Linked DNA regions of Zea mays: region 1 is linked to region 2. A link is a contact called in public Hi-C data. All regions are on one chromosome and are shown on one strand. The core of a region is the stretch at or near the end of the contact, and the rest is flanking DNA. Distances in the headings are between cores, read along the strand shown. Region 1 has its middle 61 kb from the start of LOC100272522. Region 2 has its middle 86 kb from the start of LOC103647016.

Region 1 (6,863 bases), core at 3,669-6,168, 220 kb before region 2:
TGTCTCCTGATTTGTGTCCAGTGGCTGCAGGGCAGCCCCTGGTGCTGTTGTCTTCTTCGGCGGCATGACGAAGGTGGATGCTTGCCGAAGGTGGTCGTTTGAGTTCACCGGAGGTGGGTGCCAATGTTGGTCACTTGTTATCAAATGCTGTAGGTCAAGAACAAGGCAACACAATTGTTAATTATTACGGACCTTCGTCTTCTGAAGCATTATCGTCGCATGGGTTTAATGCTCATCAGACGAAGGTCAAGAAGGACATACCTTCATCATTTAATATGTGAATAAAAACGCAAAAGGATAAAGACAACAATTGCATCTCGTTAATTCATTCATATTTTCATTCCATAAAACACGTATGAATATTAATAGTATTAATATTACATTGATACCTTCGGCTTGCTCGAAGGTGGAGACGTGAGAGTGATTACAATTCAGCGTGAGGAGTACGGTGGTATTGTTCATCTATTTATAGGCACGGGACACAGCCCGGGTAAAATTATATTTATGTCCCTGACGTTTATTTATAATCATAACATGAATCATTAAGGACTGAATAGTATTTTCCCCTTTCAGTCAGCATCATATTTGGTCTTCATCACCATATTAAGCTGAAGCTCTTCGGCTACAGCTTCGGCGACTATTCTTATCACCTTCGGGTTACATCTTCACATCGTATGTCTTTGCCATGAGAGAATACCTTTATGCCGAAGCTGAAGCCCCCCTGTAATAATCCATATACTGAAAACATATAGTCAGTTACGTTTTTGAGGACCTTCGGAAGAGGAAGGCCCCCAACAACTGTCATGTCGTTTGGCTTGACCAATGCACCGGCCTACTTCATGAATCTGATGAACAAGGTGTTTATAGAGTATCTTGATAAGTTCATCGTGGTATTCATCAACGACATCTTGGTCTATTCCAAGAATGATGGTGATCATGAGGAACATCTGCGATTGGTACTACAGAAGTTAAGGGATAATCAACTCTATGCCGAGTTTAGCAAGTGTGAGTTCTAGCTTAACGAAGTACAATTCCTTGGGCATATGATCTCCAATGGAGGAATATCAGTGGATCCGGCTAAAGTGAGAGAGATAGTAGGATGTAAGATACCGAGTTCGGTCACTGAAATCCGAAGTTTCCTGGGACTTGCAAGTTACTACTGGTGTTTTATTGAGGGATTCTCAAAGATAGCGAAGCCTATGACCTCACTATTGAAGAAAGCGAAAGAGTTTAAGTGGACCCATGAATTCCAAGAGAGTTTCAATCAACTGAAGTTTAGATTGACGTCACTCCTAGTATTGTTTATGCCAGATCTGCAGAAGGGATTCGATATATATTGTGATGCGTGCCGCCAGGGCTTGGGATGTGTTCTTATGCAAGAAGGACATGTCATTGCCTACGCGTCTCGCCAGTTGCGGAAACATGACTTAGAAATGGCAGTCATAGTGCATGCTCTCAAGATTTGGAGGCATTATATAATGGGGACTAAGTGCCAAGTCTATACTCATCATGAGAGCTTAAAGTATATCTTCACTCAGAAAGATCTCAACCTTAGACAACGCCGTTGGTTGGAGCTCATCAAAGATTATGACATGGATATCCACTATCATTCGAGCAAGGCGAATCTGGTTGCGGATGCCTTGAGTCGGAAGGAACATGTTCATGTAGCTTGAAAGGGAAATAGGCTTACACCTTTTCCTAAATTGATTTTGGTGGTTGAATTGACCAACACAAATAATTGGACTAACTAGTTTGCTCTAGATTATGAGTTCTACAAGTGCCAAAGGTTCACAACAAACCAATAAAAAGACCGAGAAATGATTCAAATATAGAGAGCAAAAGTCAGCCGAAGTGTGCCCTGGTCTGGCGCACCGGACTGTCCAGTGTGCCACCGGACAGTGTCCGGTGCACCACCGGACAGTGTCCGGTACACCAGGGACTCCAACTCCGAACTGCTCACCTTCAGGAATTCTAAGAGCCACTCCGCTATAATTCACCGGACTGTCCGGTGTAGCACCGGACAGTGTCCGTTGGCGCACCGGACTGTCCGGTGTGCCAGCGGAGCAACGGCTACTTCAGTGCCAACGGTCACCTACAACTGCATTCAATGCGCTACAGTGCGCGCAGAAGTCAAGCACGCGCCAGAAGGCGCACCGGACAGTCTACAGGACTTGTCTGGTGCACCACCGGACTGTCCGGTGGCCCAGAAGACAGAAGCTCCAACGGTCAGAATCCAACGGCCGGGTGACGTGGCTAGCGCACCGGATAGTGTCCGGTAGCGCACCGGACTGTCCGGTGCGCCATGCGACAGCAACCTCCACCAAATGGCTAGTTTGGTGGTTAGGGCTATAAATACCCCAACCACCCCACCATTCATTGCATCCAAGTTTTCAGACTTCCCACACCTTACAAGAGCTATAGCATTCAATACAAGACACACCAAAGAGATCAAATCCTCTTCCAAGTCCAAAGATCATTCCCAATCAAATAGTGACTAGTGAGAGAGTGACTTGTGTTCATTTGAGCTTTTGCGCTTGGATTGCTTCTTTTTCTCATTCTTTCTTGTGATCAACTCAATTGTAACCGAGGCAAGAGACACCAATTGTGTGGTGGTCCTTGTGGGGACTTTGTGTCCCGTTTGATTGAGAAGAGAAGCTCACTCGGTCTAAGTGACCGTTTGAGAGAGGGAAAGGGTTGAAAGAGACCCGGTCTTTGTGACCACCTCAACGGGGAGTAGGTTTGCAAGAACTGAACCTCGGTAAAACAAATCCTTGTGTCTCACTTCTTATTTGCTTACGATTTGTTTTTGCCCTCTCTCTCGGACTTGTTTATATTTCTAATGCTAACCCCGGCTTGTAGTTGTGCTTAAGTTTATAAATTTCAGATTCGCCCTATTCACCCCCCTCTAGGCGACTTTCATAGTTATTGTTACCTAGCTACCTTATGAGTTAGCAGAAGATTTTGAAAATCTCAACCTGGGAATAGTTGCTCACACAAAAGGAGTTACCATAGAGGTAGAACCAACCTTGGAACCAGAAATACACAAAGGTCAGGTTGGTGATGCCAAGATTCAAGAGATCAAAGATCTTATGGCAGAAGGCAGAGGTTTGGACTTCATAGAGGATGATCAAGGCACAATCTGGTTCAAGAACAGGATATGTGTTCCTGAGATTGACAATCTCCGCGAAAACATATTGAAGGAAGCTCATGACTCAACCTATTCCATCTATCCTGGTAGTACCAAGATGTAGCAGGATCTGAAGCAGAAGTACTAGTGGAATGATCTAAAGAGAGATGTAGCTTCACATGTAGCGTATGTGATGTTTGCTAGAGGGTGAAAGCTGAACATCAGAGACTTGTTAGTTTGCTGCACCCACTTAAGATTCATGAATGGAAGTGGGAAGAAACTGGTATGGACTTCATTGTAGGTCTACCCCGCACATCTACTGGGTATGACTCTATTTGGGTGATTATGTACAGACTAACTAAGGTGGCCCAATTTATCCCAGTGAAGACCACATATTCGGGTGCCAGACTAGCAGAGTTGTACATGGCACGAATAGTTTGTCTACATGGAGTGCCTAAGAAGATCGTGTTAGACCGAGGATCCCAGTCACTTCTCGGTTTTGGCAGAAGTTGCATGAGTTCTTGGATAGGAAACTGAATTTCAGCTCGACCAACCATCCTCAAACTGATGGGCAAACCGAGAGAACCAACCAAGTACTAGAAGATATGTTAAGAGCTTGTGCTCTTAAACATGGTGGCAGTTGGGATAAGAGTTTACCCTATGCGGAGTTCTCTTACAATAACAGTTACCAGGCCAGTTTGAAGATGTCCCTTATTGAGGCTTTATATGGCAGGAAGTGCAGAACACCTCTGTATTGGGATCAAACTGGTGAAAGGTAGTTCTTTGGGCCAGAAATTGTACAAGAGGCAGAACAACAAGTACGATTGATACAGGAGAACTTGAGAATTGCCCATTCTAGGCAGAAAAGCTATGCAGATACCCGGAGAAGGCAGTTAGAGTTTAAGGAGGGTGATCATATGTATCTGAAGGTGTCACCGATCCGAGGTATGAGGAGGTTTAAAGTTAAAGGGAAGTTGTCCCCTCGCTTTATTGGACCCTTCATGATCCTAAAGCGAGTAAGGGAAGTTGCCTACCAACTAGAACTACCCGACCATCTAGCAGATGTGCATGATGTCTTTCACGTATCCCAGTTGAAGAATTGCCTCAGGGTACCAGAAGAGCAACTGCCTATGGAAGAGCTTAGTGTTCAAGATGATCTGACTTATACTGAGTACCCTATCAAAATCCTTGATACTTTGACTCCCGTTACGAGGAGTAAATGATCAAAATGTGCAAAGTGCAATGGAGTCATCACAGTGAAGATGAAGCCACTTGGGAGAGAGAAGAAGAATTAAGAGTAGAATTTCCCCACCTTTTTCCTAGTTCGTCTTAATCTCGAGGTCGAGATTCCTTTTAAGGGGTAGGATTTGTAAAGCCCAAATTATGTAAGAGAAAAATGATAAAGTAAATAAATAAATCTATGCATATGTTGGCATTTTGGATTTAGGAACCTTTAGAGATTATTTAGTTTTCTTTTCTTTGTACATATTCAATTCATGGAATTATGCTGGTCAAATAACAAATAAATAAATACAGAAATATGCATCTCATGCCGAAGTTCTTGTAATGTTGCATTTGTACTTTAAATTATGATACAATTTTAAGTTTGAAAATCTGAATTTGACAACTGAAATTATAAAAGAAAAGAAAACAGAAAAGAAAAAGAAAAGAAAAAAAATAAAAACAAACAAACCGCGCTGTGCTCAAACTTGTCCCTCGGCCCATTCGCACTCTCCGTTGCTCGGCCCAACTCGGCGTCACACCGCGCCGACAGGCAGGCCCATCCTATCTGCTTGATTCACGTGTTCACTGGTCGTGCTGACCGGCTGACTCCCTAGGCCCACGTGACCGGCGCCTCCTTCGTCAACCGCCCGGCGAACCCCGTTAGAACCAGTGGTGGCCGTTGCAGCTGCCACCAGCTCCGCAGTCGCCGATGCCCGGACATAAAAACCTCGTGCCATGGAGGTATCTTTCCCCTTCTTCACCCTTCCGCCCTATAGCCAGCTACCGTCAGTAAGGACGAAATCTGGGAGGAACCAAATTGGATTGCCGCTGTTGCCTCTGCGATTCGCCCAAGTCTTCGCCACTCGGGCTTTGGCTGGGTTTGTGGTGGTTTCCCTTGGGGCCAAGGATCGTATTGGTGTGGGTGGTCACGCGTGTAATTGGCCGGCGACTACCCAATTCCTCGTTGGAGCATGGCAGGTACACAACTCCACCGCGGGTGTCCTGCGCCAATCCTACCTCCGCTCGCGGTGAGACCCCTCTTCCTTACCCTCGCCTTATCCCTCTCCTTGGTTAATATCGTGCCGGTGCTAATGGCGTGCTAGTCGGGCACAAATTTGGTCTCAAGGGTCAGGTTTTCGTTCTAGCGCCGTCAGTATCGTGGGCAGGCGTGTTAGACCGTGTTGTGGTCGGTGCAACCGTTCCGAGTGAGTTCGCCCTAGTCCTAGCTGCGTGTAGCACTGACCCCCTTCAAATATGGTGTAACCGAGCGTCTGCGTGGATTTTGCCGGCCATGGCGCCGCCGTGGGAGGGCGGGCGCCGCCGCGTCCGGTCGTCTTGCGCGCGCGATTGGTGGTGGTCGTCGATCTGGACATGAACGGTCATGATTATCGTGCTGGTAACGCTTGGGTCGGTGTAGCTATTGGCCGTTGATCTCAATCGAATGGACTACAACCGATCTAGGGTAGATAAACTCCCCACCGTTGATCTTCGATCCAACGTCTAGTATCGCGTACCAGTTCATGGGTGCGCTGGTCTAATCGGGAGGGTAAGTTTGCGATCGGAGGGTCCTGGTTGAAGCATACCTCTTCAGCCTAGAAAGTTTGCAAAAGAACCCCTCATGTTTTAATAAATAAACCCGTCGTCCCCGCGTGTTCTAAGTTTATTACCATTCAGCCCAAATATTTATGGTCTGGCCGCTGAAGGTTTCAGAATTTGCAGCCATAGTCTAACTTGAGCTCTGATTCAATAGATTAAGCCAGAAAATGATTTTTAAGTATTAAAATAATTTTAGAATCTTAATTAATTTATAAGTAATTCATTCTAGCTCCTTTTTAATCCATTCCAACTACATTAATTTTGTATTAATATTGTTCATCACCTGGTAACTCTGTTTTATCATGAAACATAGATTGAAATTATCTGCTCAATTTATTTTATATTAAACACTTAAAACTGCGGAAAATCATAACTCTTTAATAGTAACTCCGAATTTAGTGAATCTCAAACCTATGATCTCGTTACGATGTGTAGAATATTATCATGCATTATGTTCTCATGATTGGTGTGATGTTAATTTCTCATGTACCATGTTTGTTTGTATGTTGCGAGTAGACGGGCAAGCAACTGAGTACCCAGGTGCTCAGCAGGTGGAAAATACTGAGCAGGAGCTCGTTGATGCAAGTTTTGCCCTTGATCACTTCAATTTACCCAATAATGTTCCTGTTAATCATTAATGATCTGCATAGGCTAATTTTGATGGGACCTAATAGGTCACCCCAGTTTGGCTATCTTTATACCTTGTTTACCACTGAACTTTTGGGTAGTACCTGCTATTGCTTTATGTGGTATTGGGTGTTAAGATACACATTATTCATGAGCATGCTTTTATTACAAATGTGTTATTTACTGTTCATGACAAGATCATTATGTTAATTGGAACATGGAGCGACCACCCGGGAAAACAGTGCTACCACAAGGGTGGTATGGGACGCCCTTGGCTGACTAACTAGGA
Region 2 (6,990 bases), core at 4,388-6,887:
AAGATCAATGCAAGTGAACATGGTGATTTGTTTTACCGAGGTTCGGTTCCAAAGAACCTAGTCCCCATTGAGGAGGCCACAAAGGTCGGGTCTATTCCAACCCTCTCCCTCTCTCAATCAGTCACACAGACCGGTCGAGGCTTCTCCTTAATCACTTGGGTCACTAAGACCCCGCAAGGATCACCACACACTTAGGTGTCTCTTGCTAGCTTTACAAAGCACTTAGATAATTAAGAATAGAAAGGAGAAAGCAATCCAAGCAACAAGAGCAACAAAAGAACACAACACACCCTCTCTCAAGTCACTAAGGAATTGAGTTGATTTGGAGGCTTGGAGAGGATTTGATCTATTTAATGTGTCTTGGAGTGAATGCTATTGTTCTTGTATTGAATGAGAACTTCAAAAAACTTGGATGCCATTGAAGGAGGTGGTTGGGGGGTATTTATAGCCTCCAACCACTTCTTAGCAGTTGGCTGAGTTTGCTGTCGATGGGCACACCGGACAGTCCGGTGGTGCACCGGACAGGTACTGTTCAATGTCCGGTGTGTGCCACGTCAGCACGCCCGTCGGGGTTTGGAGCGGTCGACCGTTGAAACCCTTTGTCCTGTAGCTGCATCGGACAATCCAGTGGCACACCAAACATGTTCGGTGCGTTCTGACTTCGTAGCCTGACATCTGACTTCGCACTGTACACTTTTGCAGTCGACCGTTGAGCGCAGGTTACCATCGCTCTGTTGGCTCACCGGACATGTCTGGTGCACACCGGACTGTCCGGTGAATTATAGCGGAGTACGCCCTGGGAAAACCCGAGAGTGGCTAGTTTGAGTGGAGCTCGGCCTGGGGCACCGGACACTGTCTGGTGCACACCGGACACTGTCCGGTGCGCCACTTGCAGCATACTCTCAAGTCCTTTGCTCCATGTTTCGTTGAGTCCCCAACTGAATTTCTTTCTTGGTTTGTGTTGAACCTTATGCACCTGAGACAAATAACATCTAAGCAAACTAATTAGTCCACGTGGTTTGTGAAGACGTCAACCACCAAAATCGATTATAGGAAATGATTAATCCCATTTCCCTTTCAATTACATTTATACCCTTAACAATTACATACAAGGTTTACAAATGTCACAGGGACAACATCGTCATTTGTATTTAATAACTTGAACAACACATTGTCCCTTCGTTGCCTTCATGCTTCATCGTGACGAAGCTTGCTTCGTCGTACTTCCCTCGAGTTATGTCAAAGCTTTCCTGGTAACGAAGTCCCTGTAGTACTTAATAGTATGCTAAAACAAATGGTTAGCCGTGTTTTTGAGGACCTTCGGAAGACGAAGGCCCCAACAATCGTTTCCTGGTCGATAATGTGACCGACCTTCTTGCTGACATACTTGGACAACAGTTGATCAAAAGTTGGGTCGACTTTAATCAGTCGACCAGGTGGTTTAGTTGTATTTTTCTTACACGTACCTATTTCGAGTCATCGAGGTTTGAAGGTTTGTGGTCGGTGCTGGCTCTAGTCGATGTCGGACTGTCTGTCTGTGGTGGCCGGACCGTTAGCCAGTGATCTAGACCATCTGTGCCTCTAGGCTGGACTGTCTGCGATGCGCAGAATAGGAGCCTTGGCCATGCCGCTTGTCTGTGCCTGCCCCCTAGGCTTGGAGGACTTAATGGTGATCTTCAGTGTCTCTCCCTTGTCTGGTGTTCTTTCGGCAAATACCTTCCTAGAGAGAGTTTTCTTGTTTTCATCGGGAACCCGAGGTTCGCCGATGAGGACACCCTTTCCCTTGCCTTTATCGGTCACCTCTAGCCAGACCAAGACTTCTTTACCATTGAGATCGAGGGTGTTGACAGGGAAGGGCTGTTTATCCACCTGCATTTCCTGAAAATTCAATCGCCTCATTAATGATCGATTGTATCTGTCGACGAAATGCATTGCAATCATTAGTAGCTTGAGAAAAAGAATTACCATTTATAATAGGCTTTCCTTTTAAATTTATCAGCAGGTGAGATGGTATGAGTCATTTTAATGTTGTCTCTCTTTATTAATTCATCAAATATTTTGTTCAATTTGGCAAAACTAAATGTAATACCTCTTCTTGCCGATTCTATTTGAGAGAGGTACAGGATGACAGTTTGGTCTTGGCTGGGCAAACCATCTCAGTGGCATAAACCTCCTTTGGCTCATCGTTCGAGCTACATTTGTCGTTCGAGCCTTAGGTGTATCTTTGCTTCGACTTTCACAAGCTAAGGCCCGCTGATGTAGTTGTGCAAATGTAAAAAATTGGATGCCTTCTATTTTTTAGATAATAGCACATCCCAATAAGGGCTAGCCCTACTTCTTGCTTTTCTGCAATATGGATTTGGAAGCATTTGTTTCTATTGTCCCAGAACCTTCGGATATAATCATTAATTGATTCATCCTTCCCTTTTTGTAGGGTTGCTAAGTCGACTAGATCTAACTCATAATCCCTAGAGAAAAAATGGTCTTGAAACTTCTGCTCTAAATCTCCCCAAGAGTTAATAGAGTTAGGTTGCAAGGTGGCGTACCATGCGAAAGCAGTACCGGTTAGGGATAATGTGAATAAATGTACGCGGAATGCCTCCTTATCAACCAATTCCCCTAATTGGGCTAAGAATTGGCCTATGTGCTCATGTGTGCTCCTACCCAGTTCACTCGAAAAAATTGTAAATTCAGGTATTCTCGTCCCCTATAGGTATGGGTTGTAGTCGAATCGTCTATCATATGGCATCTGATACAATTGCCCACCACGGGACATGTTAACTTCAAGTTTGTCTCGGAATGCCCCAGCTATCTCCTCTCTAACTATATCAATGGTGGCATGTGGTAATCCACCGGCCCTTTGGTCCATATGTGTGGATGCTGGTGTATCATTTTGTCGCTCCCTTGCCCACGGACTTTAGTAATGTGGGACATTAATGTTGGCTCTAGATACATCATATTGCATGTTAGATCTTTCCAGGCTTCTAGGGGCCAAAAAAGGCTCGTACCATTGTGTGGGTGGGTCCATTCCACGACCCTGAGGGGCTATGGGTGCTAGAGAGACGTTAGTTGGGGGCTGATAAGAGGGTTGCTAGTAAAAATCTACATTTTGCTCTGCATACCATATAACGGATGGTCCGGTGATGTGCTTAGATGGTTCGTGTGAATAGCCGAATGGTCCGAGCATCTCTATTGTTCTTGGTGTGGGCCTCTGTGGTTTGTAGCGAGGGATAGAGTCGATCGCCGCTGGGCTGGACCGTCTAGCCTCGGGGCTAGATTGTCCGGTCGTGCGCAGGGGCACGAGTTGTTCCCATATAGGTGGTGGAGGATGTGTTTGTCCAGTGCAAGAGTTCATCGGGATCCCATAAAGTGGTTGGGATTGGGCATGCTCGTTTGCAGCCAATGGATCTTGTAGGTTTTCTTTAGTTTCAACATCATGCGATGGAAAATGGGTAATGGCAGATTTATCAAACGCACGTGCTAGCCTCCTATAATCCTCTTGTACACCCCTAATACTTGTTGCATCTGTTCTCATTATTCATCTATGTAAGGTCGAAGATCTTGGATGTCGTCAGATTTACTTATAGTGGGTTCGAGTGTGGTGGGTCAAAGATTCGCCAGGTTGCATTCCCTTTGACAGACGAGCTTTTGGTTTCGATTGACGTTGAAATTAGCTCAGAACTTCTCATCGACTTCTGCATGTATCTTCTTCCCGATGTCTTCTAGCTTCTGATATTCTTCAATAGACAGGTCATCCGTGGTTGGTTTGATGATATTGCTAGGGGAGACATTGGAGTTATCTTTTGAACCGGCCATATGGGGCTGATCTGATAAATCCAATCTCAGATTCCCCAGCGAAGTCGCCAAAAGTGTGTTGGCGCAAATCTGGACGCCAATCACTTGGAGTTGTTCCGCCAATTGGTCGTACCCCTTCATATATATATATATATATATAAGGGGAGGTCTGGACCCGTTTCTAGGCATCCTCCAAAAGAATCTGCAAGTTCAAATGAAAAAACACGCACATAAAAGGGTTTAATCTCGCGAAATCTAATCAACTCGTGGACCATTCATGCCTATGGGCGAACGATCCAGTCACAGAGCTAAATCGTTCGGCCTTTCCCAGGTGGTGGATATGGTGCTCAACACATGGTGATAACTATTTTATCTGGTATATTTTGCGTTACAACTGTTGATACTCTATTTTAATTTGTAGACCTAGGTAAAGTTTATATCATTCGATTAGTCATAGAGCTAGATCTTGTTTGGTTCTTTAGTCATCTGACTGAACTTTAGTGAATAAAGTTTAGTCACTAAAATACATATTTGGTTTCAGTGACTAAACCTGGCTAGAGCATTAATTACTATACATATAGACTGCATTACCCATATTTAATAGGGTGCAGGGAAGAAGGGAGAGGACACATGTTATATAAATGTCATTTTAGTCAGGGGCGGACCCATAGGGGGTCCGGGTGGGCCCTGGCACACCCTAAGCTAGGCCCACCAAGGACCCCACCCGTTCGGCCGCCGAGCGCTGAAGGCCGTTCCAACTTCCCCGATCCTTCAGCTTCTCGTTCACCTGTTTTTGGCGGCTGGCAAGTAGAGACCTAGCTACTGCTGGCGAAGTGGCGAGTGCGGAGTGCGAACTGTTCGCCTGGGCGGCTGGCCGGCTGGGCCTGGGCGCCTGGCGAGTGCGCGTTGCGCCTGCGCGCGGCTGTCCGCCAACGCCCAGTCGTCAAACTGCCTGACGCATGTGCCTGTTCGGCTGTTCCTGGCGGCCGCGAGACGCGAGTTGCTGGCTTGTTGCCTGCTGCTCGTGATTGATACAAGTTGCTAGTTTGTTGCGGTGCTGCCTTTTTCTGGGTGCTGCCTAATGACCATTTTTGATGCGGTGTAGGCCAGATAAGTTGTGTTATTGCAATCTTTATGTTTAATGTATGCAATTTTCATGCTTATTTGTTTAGTGTCAAACTTTATATCTATATATCAAATTGTTTACCAAATTTACTATGAAATTATATGTACATTAGATAAAATTCTATATGAAAATTTTGTTGCGGCACACCCTATGTAAAAATCATAGGTCCGCCACTGATTTTAGTAACTTTTAGTCATCCCCTCGGTGATTAGAGGATTAAATTTTAGTTAGGGGCTTTTAATTACCGTGTTTGTTTCTTTAGGGACTAAAAAGACTAAAGTTTAATTATCCTAAAATAAACAAGCTGACCTTTTCTTTTCCGGACGTAGGTGGTCGGTATTTACGTAGGTTCAATTAGTGTTTTGGTTAATAGTAACCAACAACAAATATGCATGTTCAAAAAAGTAATGAATCTAGTGTGGAAGTAAATTAAAAAGCTCGACTATCTAAACAAATATGCTTGTTTTGATTGAATCCTATACAATTACAGTCCACATAACAGGTGAGCTGATCAAAGGCTAGAAGGAGGAGCTCTATGGCCAGTGTCCACCACCGCCAGAACCATCTCATATTTGGCTTCTTCAATTTGATGGTCTACTGATGAGCTCCGTGGCATGGGATGGATGTGTTTCGTTGGTGGGTAGACGGGAGCGGGGCAGCGGAACGAGGGGAGACATCGCAGGTGCGGGGTGTCAGAGCGGCGGGGAGCATCTAATGCTGCTGACAGCTCATCCCCAAAAGCGCCTCTTCACTCACCTCCACACACTCCCTGCACACACTTCCTGACTACCACCTCAGCTGATGCTCCTTTTCTTTCTCCCTCCCTCAGAGTCGTTCCAACAGATACATAGAGAGGCAAGACAAGGCCGCATGCATGCTACTCCTGTCATCTCCATTTCCAAGGATCATCATGGATTAATCACAGAACGATGCTCTTGTTTGCTGCCCGACGCCAAGTGATCGTTGAATAAATAGATAAATTACATATTAAATTCCGAATATAAATCATAAACAACAATAAATAAACTAGCATGTTGTTCGCTAACAAGCTAGCAAGCAGTACGCACAATACATCCATAACAACAGATAAACTAAAGTATGAGATTAGATTAGATAATGCGTACTGATTAGATATACTGATTGACGACGTGGAAGCGGCAGGATCGACAACATCGGTGGCAGTCATGCAGAAGAGCACGAGGAGTCGCGTGAAGGCGCTTCTAAAAAACCTTATTTGCCTTCTCCCTCTCGAATGTGACGAGTTCCGGAGACCTACTCTCCCTGTCGGGTACCGTAATTAGGGGTACCCCAACACTCCTAAACACGGCTGGTAACCACCATCAGCACAAACCGCAAAGACTGATGGGCACGATTCAGGTCAAGGCTTCATCTACCCAAGGGGCGCGATCTCGCCTCGCCCGAGCCCAGCCTCGGGCGAGAACTGTAGTCCCGGACGAAGTTACGTCTCGCCCGAGGGCCTCCTCAGGCAGTGGGCGCACCCTCGGCACGCCCGAGGCCCAGCTCGGGCAGGCTTCGTCGAGAAGCAACCTTGGCCAAATCGCCTCTCCAACCGACCGTATCGCAGGCACATTCAATGCGAGGATCGCCTGACACCTTATCCTGACACACGTGCCTCAGTCGGCAAGGTCGAAGTGACCGTAGTCACTTCGCCCTTTCGCTGACCGACCTGACAGGAAAACAGCGCCGCTCGCTCCGCTCCGACTGCCGTGCCACCCACCAGGGTGAGGCTGACAACAGTCAAGTTCAGCCTCAGGCGCAACAGGAAGCTCCGCCTCGCCCGACCTTAGGCCTCGGCCTCAGGAGGAGGTCTCCGCCTCGCTCGACCCCAGGGCTCGGCCTCAACCTCGGCCTCGGAAGGTGGTCTCCGCCTCGCCCGACCCCAGGGCTCGGCCTCAACTTTGGCCACAGGAGAAGTCTCCGCCTCGCCCGACCTTGGGCTCGGACCGACCGCGCGACGGAGGATACATCATTACCCTACCCCTAGCTAGCTCAGGCTACGGGGGAACAAGACCGGCATCCCATCTGGCTCGCCCCGATAACAAGTAATG

Evidence for each region. A called contact is a pair of places that touch in the nucleus more often than the background predicts.
Region 1: a contact with region 2 is called in a Hi-C map of tassel, with 1.9 times the contacts expected there. The contact joins two enhancer-like sites. A contact is called at or near these places in 2 of 25 Hi-C or Micro-C datasets (ear and tassel).

The regions. Positions count from the first base shown.
Region 1 is chr2:139,626,321-139,633,183 of Zm-B73-REFERENCE-NAM-5.0, reverse strand. No RefSeq gene overlaps it. Among protein-coding and RNA genes, the nearest start is that of LOC100272522, 61 kb to the left of the region's middle. Within about 2 kb of position 4,918, at least 20 of the 20 cell types and tissues checked have an H3K27ac peak or open chromatin away from gene starts, as enhancers often do. A contact at or near this core is called in ear and tassel, where this site is marked.
Region 2 is chr2:139,408,213-139,415,202 of Zm-B73-REFERENCE-NAM-5.0, reverse strand. No RefSeq gene overlaps it. Among protein-coding and RNA genes, the nearest start is that of LOC103647016, 86 kb to the right of the region's middle. Within about 2 kb of position 5,637, at least 10 of the 20 cell types and tissues checked have an H3K27ac peak or open chromatin away from gene starts, as enhancers often do. A contact at or near this core is called in ear and tassel, where this site is marked.